2 separate regions of the Canis lupus genome follow, and region 1 is linked to region 2. The links are chromatin contacts, called in public Hi-C maps. All regions are on one chromosome and are shown on one strand. The core of a region is the stretch at or near the end of the contact, and the rest is flanking DNA. Distances in the headings are between cores, read along the strand shown. Region 1 overlaps INPP5D (phosphatidylinositol 3,4,5-trisphosphate 5-phosphatase 1). Region 2 holds the start of INPP5D (phosphatidylinositol 3,4,5-trisphosphate 5-phosphatase 1).

Evidence for each region. A called contact is a pair of places that touch in the nucleus more often than the background predicts.
Region 1: a contact with region 2 is called in a Hi-C map of blood, with 3 times the contacts expected there. The contact joins the enhancer-like site here to the promoter of INPP5D in region 2. A contact is called at or near these places in 2 of 9 Hi-C or Micro-C datasets (both in blood).

Annotation. Positions count from the first base shown.
Region 1 is chr25:44,833,578-44,837,831 of UU_Cfam_GSD_1.0, reverse strand. The region is part of intron 2 of INPP5D (phosphatidylinositol 3,4,5-trisphosphate 5-phosphatase 1); the gene reads right to left. Among named protein-coding and RNA genes, the nearest start is that of INPP5D, 38 kb to the right of the region's middle. Within about 2 kb of position 1,946, at least 3 of the 20 cell types and tissues checked have an H3K27ac peak or open chromatin away from gene starts, as enhancers often do. A contact at or near this core is called in blood, where this site is marked.
Region 2 is chr25:44,794,501-44,798,694 of UU_Cfam_GSD_1.0, reverse strand. INPP5D (phosphatidylinositol 3,4,5-trisphosphate 5-phosphatase 1) reads right to left here and starts at 1,273. Exons shown (of 27, transcript XM_038574220.1): 1 at 1,065-1,273. The coding sequence starts at 1,198.

The DNA of each region.
Region 1 (4,254 bases), core at 697-3,196, 38 kb before region 2:
ACGTACCGAGAATAGCAAGATAACCAGAGGGTGACATGGCACAAGTGGACGGAGGCAGGGGCAGGGACCCTGGTGACCTCGGGGTGCTCAGAGGGCAGCACAAACCTTCTTCAAGGGTCTCCCCTGACACAGCGCCTCACAAGTGGGAGGTGACAAAGGAGAAAAAGGCTCAGTGCTGGCGGAGGCACACTGAGGGGTCTTCCAAGATGTCCCAGACTATTTGTGGGAGCTTTTGGAGGGGCCACTTTCTGGCAATCAGGCTGCAGGAAGCTGGAGCTGCCATGTGCTGTAAACAGCCTGGTGTTGTGGGTTCTAGGGGCTGGAGAGCCATGAGCTGTGAATGGTGGGGAGGGAGCAGACGGGGACCATGGGCTCTCCAGGTCCTGGGACTGCTCCTTGTTTTCCAGCAGTGAACAGTCCCCCACAGAACTCCCAGGGACAGAAGATAGGTTTGAAGTGGCAAGAACACGGCTCCCCGCTGTGCGTCCTGAGCCAGGACAGGGGCAGGGTCCCTCTGAGGAGGGGTCGCCCAGAACCTCTCTGGCTCTTCCTAGGTGATGACTCCACTCCCCAAATGGAAGAAATTGAGCTGGGCCAGGTATGCTGGGTATGCGATCTAATTTATGGTGTATGTAATGTCACAGGTGGGTGCCAGTGCCCCATTTCACAGTTGAGAAAACGGCGTCTCGGAGTGGTTAAGCAACTTGCATGGGTGGTCAGCGACACTGTCAGAAGAGCAGCGCCCAAGCCTTCCAGATAAGAGAGGATGGGAGGCGGTGGGTGGGGACCCACGGACTTTCTAGCTAGACAGGAGGGAGGATACCAGACGCGGGGAGCTGCCAACTCGGGGTGGAACCAGGTGGTTGGAGATTCTCCGGCAGACTTCAGCCTCCAGCGGCTCAGTGGGTGGGTTGGGTGGTGTGAAACCCGGCTTGCGGGAGAAGCTCGTATCCTGGGTGGCAGCGGGCCTGCCCTCCGAGCTGCGGTGGGCGGTGACGGGGGCGTGGGGAGGCTGGCATGTGTTATCTGTGGGCACCGTCCTGTCTCCTCTGGCCTGCCCCATGGCAGGGTCCCCCAAATCACATGTTTGAGGGCGCAGAAGCCATGAAAGCCGACACGAGGCTCGTTCAGAGTCTCACATGTGCAGAAGGGGATGATGTGGCAGCTATGGGAGGAGGCATGAGGCTCAAAGGAAGAAAAGTGGGGCCTGCCAAGCCGTCCCAGCCCCACCCACCAGCTGTAGCCAGCAGGCCATCAGTGCCCCCCGCTCACAGCACGCTCCGCCACGCTCACCCCCAGCTCCCTGGTGAGCACCAGGCTGCCCAGCGGGTCAGGTGGGCCTGGACCCGGTTGGGGGGAGGGGCGGTGCTCTATCTTACTCCCAGCCAGCAGGCTGGGATCTCCCATCTACCTTGTTCTAACCAGTCCCTGCTTCCTGAAGCTGGGTTCTTTGGCTTTTTCTCTTGCCTTGTTTTGGGCAGACTTCCCAGAACGACTTGGCATGGGTTCTGCTCACTGCCAGTCTGCACTTAACTTCTAAATCCACATCCCTCCCCGATGCTCAGAGGCAACGTCTCCATTTCTCAACCCATGCCCCTTCCCCAGGCTTGCAAACCTCCCCCTGTCCAGCTTCCAGTTCCTGCTCCTGTGGCAACTCCTCCCAGGCTGCCCTGCAGCCTCGACCCCAGAACCAGCAGCCGTGCCTCCCGCACTCTCCTGCGGGGGAAGCCTCAGATGCCAGGTCAACCCCGGGGGCATTCCACAGCTTGTTTGGCTTTATCACTTGTGAGCTGGGAGCCCCACTGGGATTTGAGATCACGAGGTCCCAAATCGCTACCTTTCGCTCTCTGGTATCTGTGCAGTGGGAGGGTGCCCCGCGCTCTCCTCACAGACTTGAACAGCTTAGAGAGGGCTTTGAACCTCTCACATCAAAGGAGCTGCCGGCTAGAGGAGGGAGACATTGACACCTCTGGTTGGTACTGAAATGACAGCTCTGGAGGCATCGTCTGAGGTCTCTATTGGTGCCACCACAGTCGGAGCCGGGGGTCAGGCCGAGACAGTGCTCTATCTGCCAGCATGCGGTTTGGGTGTTTGGATGGTGGAGTCCCCATCTGGCGACCGCATGCCCACAGTGAAGACCCTGGGGCAGGATGGGTCCTTTGTCAATGGTCACAGATGACAGCTAGAAACTATGCATCGCACCCAGCATCCCAGTGAGATTGGCAGGTACTACGGGAAAGGTTGCACGCTTTCTCCAACACCTCACACCAAGAGCAGCCCAGACTTCAGACTACGGGGAAGGAGGGCTGTGGCTGAGTGGCCCTTCGCTGCTATGGAGTTCCACAGCGACGCCCCTCATCGTGGCACCTTACAACATCTTGCACTAGAGTGTGAAGAGTTTACTTCTTTGCCCAATGATGTTGGGTTTGGCCACATGACTTGCTTCGACCAACGCAATGTGGGCAAATGTGCCAGTTCTAAGCTCAGGGCTTAATGGACAATGTGGGGGTCTGCTTGCCCCTCCTGGACCCCTGCCATCTGCCATGAGAAGAGATGCTCCAGGGAGCCTGTGGCCCTTCAAAGTGGGCCAAGAATATAGGCATGAGGAGCAGACCCGGCCCTGACCAGAAATGTGGATTCCAGCCCAGCCTAGCAGAGTCCGGAAGAACCCAGCCTACATCAGCCAACTAGCCGACCTATAGGAAATGAAATGTTTGTTGTTGTGAACCACTTAGATTTTTGAGCTTGTTATGCAGCAAACACTGACAGATACAAGTTTGAAGGGAAGTATGAACTTTTTCTGAGAGCCTTCCTCTTACTGCAATTTCATGACAAGAATTATCTCCACTTATCCATGAGGAAGCTGAGAAAACACAACTTGTTTTAACACGAGGATCTGCTACAGGGAACAAATGCCTTCAGTTTGTGCTCTCGTTCCCACTATGTCTCCTCTCTGGCCTCCCAGCTTGTCCTCTGTGTGAGGCCTTCGGGTCCCTCTGGGTCCCACCATCTTTCCAACAAGCCTAAACCCCTCCATGGCCCCCAGAGCTCCTACCTCCATGGGACCACCCCACCCCACCCCTGCCGTGCACTGCTGCAGGCCCTGCCCAGGCAAGCCACTGTCCAGGCCCAGCTCCCAACCACCTTCTGCATCTGAGCAGGGCTGGAGCAGACCAGGAAGCCAGGAAGCTCATCGAGCCAGCAGGCAGCCCACACAAATTTACTGGTCTCTTCCCATGCGCCCCATCCAGGGCCTGGCCAGTCTAGCAAAGAAGTGAGATACAGTAAACAATTAAGTAGATAATTCCAAGGTACAGAGGCAGTAAGGGGAAGACAGTGCCCTGGGAGGGTCTTATAAAGAGACTTCAGCGGGCCAGGAATTCTTTGTCAAAGAAGCAACATTTTCAGCTGAGGTGCCAAGGATGGACAGCAGTTGATCAGGCGAGGAGAGGGAAGCATCACGGCATGCAGGAGGAGCTGCTTACACAAAGTACCAGCATTCATATAAATTATAGTTTCAAATCACAGCTAGGTCCTTACGTGGGATACTGCTGGTGTCCTGCCCAGTTCTCCTAGGATCCCTTCACCACTCTATGGCTCCCATCCCTGCTCTTCTGGGGGCCCTGTGCTTTGCTTGCAACCTCACCTGATTCTCCTCGGGCACTGGAGCCGCCTCACTCATACAGAGATTCAGGAGAGACTGCGGAGCTCTAGGTTCCCTGTGCCCACCCCACCAAAGGTGCCAACGTGTGCCTGGAGTGTGTGTGTGCAAAAGCCTAGCTCTTTGCTTCCATGTGGGACAAACCCTGAGGTGTAATTCAGGCTCCAGAGCTCCTCTTAGGATCAGGCTGGATCTGAGAGTTGACCTGTGCTGCACTCTTGCTTGGCTTCACCCTTCCCAGGCCTGCATCTCCTGTCCCCTTACAAGCTTCTCCTGGGAGCTTTTCTTGAGTAACTGCTGGTATTAAGCTCAGGGTCAGCTTCTGGAAGATCTAGACCTAGGATGTTCAACTCCCCCCAAACTGGTCTTTGTTCATCTTGAGCCTCCCCTCAACAGCTGATCCAAGGACTCTCCCTCAGGCTCTCTACCCATGCCCTTCACAAACAGCAAAGAATCTGGCACATACACCCCTCACTTTATGGAGGAGCTGATCAGACTTGAAGCTCTTAGCTTCCTCTCCGCACCCCCCCCCCCCCCCCCCCCCCCCCCCCCCCGACGGCTGCCCATGAGGACCACTACCACCCTCTCTGCTC
Region 2 (4,194 bases), core at 24-2,523:
ACTTGGCTTGCCATGGTTAGGAGCGGGTGGCAAGAGTCTGGTTGTCTGGGTGCAGCCTCTGGGCAGGTGGCCCTGGCTTCAACAACCGTTGGTCTTGTAACCTATCTGAGCCTCAGTTTCCTCATCTGCAATGGGGAGTGATACGGGACCTGTAGTTCAGGTTGCCGCGAGGATGAAATGGGATAACACCAAGACCAACGCCTACACTCAATGCTCAAGACAGGTCCGTGTTCCGTGACCTACTTCCCCTCTTGCCTGGTCCGAGGGAACTTTCTGCAAGTCTACGGATGCTACCTGGGAGATGCAGGGGGACAACCTGTCCCCCGCTGTGCCCTGGCACTGCCCTGTTAGACAGCAGGCCTGCAGGGTGACGGCCTTCTTCAGACAAGGTCAAGAAGTCTGTTTTAAAAAAGAGCCTTCAGCAAGTGGCTGGTTCCCCGGTTGTTAAGACAACTGGGGCATTGAGCAATATCCCAGAGCTGGGAGGGCGGTGGAGGGTTGATGGTGGCAGAGAGGCCACCATGGGTGGGGGACGCCACGCAGTGCTGAGGTGGGGAGAGAAGAAGCTGTCCCTGTAGGTGATGGTCACTTTCTCTGCTCTCAGGGCCCGCAGTGCAACTTCTGGGTGAACAGAGAGCTCTTTCTTGAGCGAACACACCCCATATCCTGGCTCCCTGAATGAGGGCTTCCAAAAAGCCCTCGCCTACGGCTCTGGAAGTGTCCGCTCTTGCCACATCTGTTCTCCCAGGAGGGTTTCCAAGCTGGGCATCCTTGTCCCGCACCTGAGCTGACCAATGGGAGCCCCGAGCTTCTGCCCTGGAGGGCCGCCTCCTCCTGGCCCCTGGCCCCACCGATCCCGGGGGGCAGCCCCAACCGGGGAGCAGGCCTCGGCGGCCCTGGGGGAGCTCCCGGGGCTGGAACAGGAGAGCTCCGAGGCCCAGCAGGCCCATCGCGGGGCTCGGCCGGACCCCCGGGCAAATCTGGGGGACACGCCAGAGGGGTCCACGCCTCCCAGGACACAGGACAGGCTGCCCCCCCCCCCCCCCCCAGGGCCCGGCACTTACAGCACACACAGCGCGTAGGCCCTGGAGATGGACTCGCTGGCGCGCACGAGGAAGCTCCCGTCCTTGCCCGTCCTGGACAGCAGCTCCTCGGCCTTGGAGCGGGTGATGTTGCCGTGGTTCCAGCAGGGGACCATGGCGGGCCTCGGGGGGCCTCCCCGCGCCCCGCGCCCGCGCCTCCGAGGGGAGCCGAGGCCCCCGCGCCGCACCCCGCGCCGCGCCCCCCGCCGCCCGCTGCAGCCCGGCCCGCCCGGCCACTTCCTGCTCGGGAGCTCGGCGAGGGAGAGGAAGCCGGCGGCCCCGAGAACTTCCTCCTTGCGAGAGCGCGGGGAGGCTGCTCCACCTTCCCACCCCGCCCCGGGCCTCCCGGGGGCGTCGCCGCGCGGGGGGCGGGGGGCGGGGTGGCCCAGGACGCCCGCAGGTGACAGGGGCGCAGGAGGCCCGGCGACACGGTCCCCCCACCCTGGTCCCCGCTCCGTCGGGCCTACCCTCGCCCTGGGCTTCTCGCTGGGCCACGGCCCGCCCGCCCCGGAGCCCTGCAAAATTGGGGGGCGGGGGGCACCGTCCAGTCCAGTCCCCTCCCCATGTGAGAGGCTCCGGGGCACCACACAGCCCTGGGTGCTGGGAGACCTTGCGTGACACCGCCTGAGGGCTCAGGGCGACGAGGACCCAGGTGACACCTCTGTGGCATGACACCTTTACACTCATCCTCCCCCCTCCCTGCACCCCGGGGCCTGTGGGTGAAGGAGCCCTGCTCTCCATGGCAGCCCAGCTGCATGACACCAGAAGGGTGTGGAGGGCTGGGGACAGGGACATGGCGCAGGGGGAATGCAGGCTGGGTTTTCACCTCTGGGTCTTTCCCAGACACAGGCTGGCCACCCGGTCGAGGATAAAGAGCGTTGTCTTCAGTGTCCTCTGTCTCAACGGGTTTGGGGCGGCCAGCAGGGCTGCAGCCCTTACCAGGCCCGGCGTGGCTGCACTTGTCAGTGGCTCAAAGGACAGCTGCCTCCATGGGGCCACCATCCCGGACCGGCAGGTTCTGAGGGCTCCGAAGAGGATACCCACTCTTGGAGTGCACCCAGTTCTTGGGTCAGGCCCACCAGGGTGACGGGAGCACTGCTGACCTACTGCACAAGGGGTGGTGGCCCCCAATCCCACACCCAGGCCTCGCGCCCCAAGACCTGACAAGAGACCTCCCTCCAGAGGCCCAGCTCGGTGAGCCTCCATCTGAATCCCACAGCTCTTCATCTACATCTGAGCTGCAGGAGCTGACCAGGCTTCTCTCTCTGAGCCCCGGGTTCCTCTTCTCTACCTTGAAGAACGTAGACCTTAAGGGAGCTCACGTGTGCTGAGGAGCCCGCAGCACCTCCCACCTGCTGGGACACACACACACACACACACACACACACACACACGCAGCAGGTGATTCTGAACAAGCACATCCTGATTCTGAGGCCCAGAGTGTGGCCCCTGGGCTCCAAGTGAAGTTCCTTCTGGACGTTTCAGAAACAGTGAACTCCCCCGCAGTCCTCACTCCCACCTCCCCAAGCCACCCTGTGCTTCCTCTCCCCTGACCACTGCCCCTCCCCCGCTCCTCCTACTGGACCAGTGACTCAACTCCCAAACCCTCAGAACATAGGAAGTGTAGGAAGTGAGGGTCCTCTGGGCCGGCCCTGAGCTAGACATGGGGAAATGATGGGGACAAGAGCTGGCCTCCACACTCCAGCCTTCCGGAAGCCAGCTGGATGCTCCCGTCACCCACTTAGTACCCTTCTCGCCTCCCTGCTGACCTCCGCTAACCTCCTCATTGGTCTCAGCCTCCAAGACCCTGGTCTCTCTGGGGCCCGTCAGGAGGATCCATCTGCAACTCTGGCCCCTTAGTACCTTGACCAGCTCATCCCTAGAGACCCTCCACCACGTCCAAGACTCTTGCTCTTATAACTGCCTTCCTGCCACACTCTCCTGCTTCCCACCCTCCCTCTTTCAGGCCTCTATCCCCACCAAGTCCTGCTTCTCAGCAGAGTTGGGTGGCCAGTGGGACTGCCCTCGCCCTTTGACTCCACCGTGACTTCCCTTGGACACACACGACACATATATGACACACACATTTCCCTAACTGTTAGGGCCCATCCCATCTCTACTTCCATCTAACCTGGTTGCCTGAGCCATCTGACATGGTCAGCTTCCTGGTCCCCCACTCTTCTTCTCCCCATGTTTGGAAAATGGCAATTTTTTTCAGATTTATTAATTTATTTGAGAGAGAGAGAGAGTCCTAGGCAGACTCCATGCTGAGCACAGAGCCCTATGCAGTGTTCATTCTCACCACCCTGAGATCAAGACCCAGGCTGAGATCAAGAAGGTTAAACAACTGAGCCCCCCAGGGAACCCTGGAAAACTGCAACATTTAGATCAGGACTGTCCTTATGGTGGATGGGTGGGACCTGGGTAAACATTTTTTGTAGGGCCCCTGTCTACATGCACAATGTACTAAAATTTATATTATAAAATTCACGGACCCATGTGAGGTATGGGGATCTATCAGTGAAGATTAGAATAATGGATAGACAAGAGTAATTATGAATATGTTCAGTGTCCAATCAGTGCACTGGAAGAGTCTTCGTGATGTCCAGGCTCTTGCTTCTGGTTCAGATCCCGTTTTTTATTGTCTTATGTTCATGGAAGCCCTTGCTGCTGTACCCCAGGGCTTCCCATGGCCCACCAGCCTGGGCAGATAGATAGGTGTCACCCACTGATTCCTTTTTTTTTTTTTTTAAGATTTTATTTATTCATTCATGAGAGACAGAGAGACAGAGAGAGAGACAAAGAGAAAGAGAGGCAGAGACACAGGCAGAGGGAAAAGCGGGCTCCTCACAGGGAGCCCAATGTGGGACTCGGTCCCGGTACCCCAGGATCATACCCTTAGCCAAAGGCAGACCCTCAACCGCTGAGCCACCCAGGCGTCCCTCACTCACTGATTCCTATTGGAGGATGAGGGAGGGCAAGTGTTTACTCACTGAGTTACCAAAGGAAAGGGGGCTGTGATAGTTTTCTGTGCAACTTGGCTAGGCCACAGTACATAGATATTTGGTTAAACATTATTCTAGATGTCCCTGTGGAGACATTTTTATTTTTT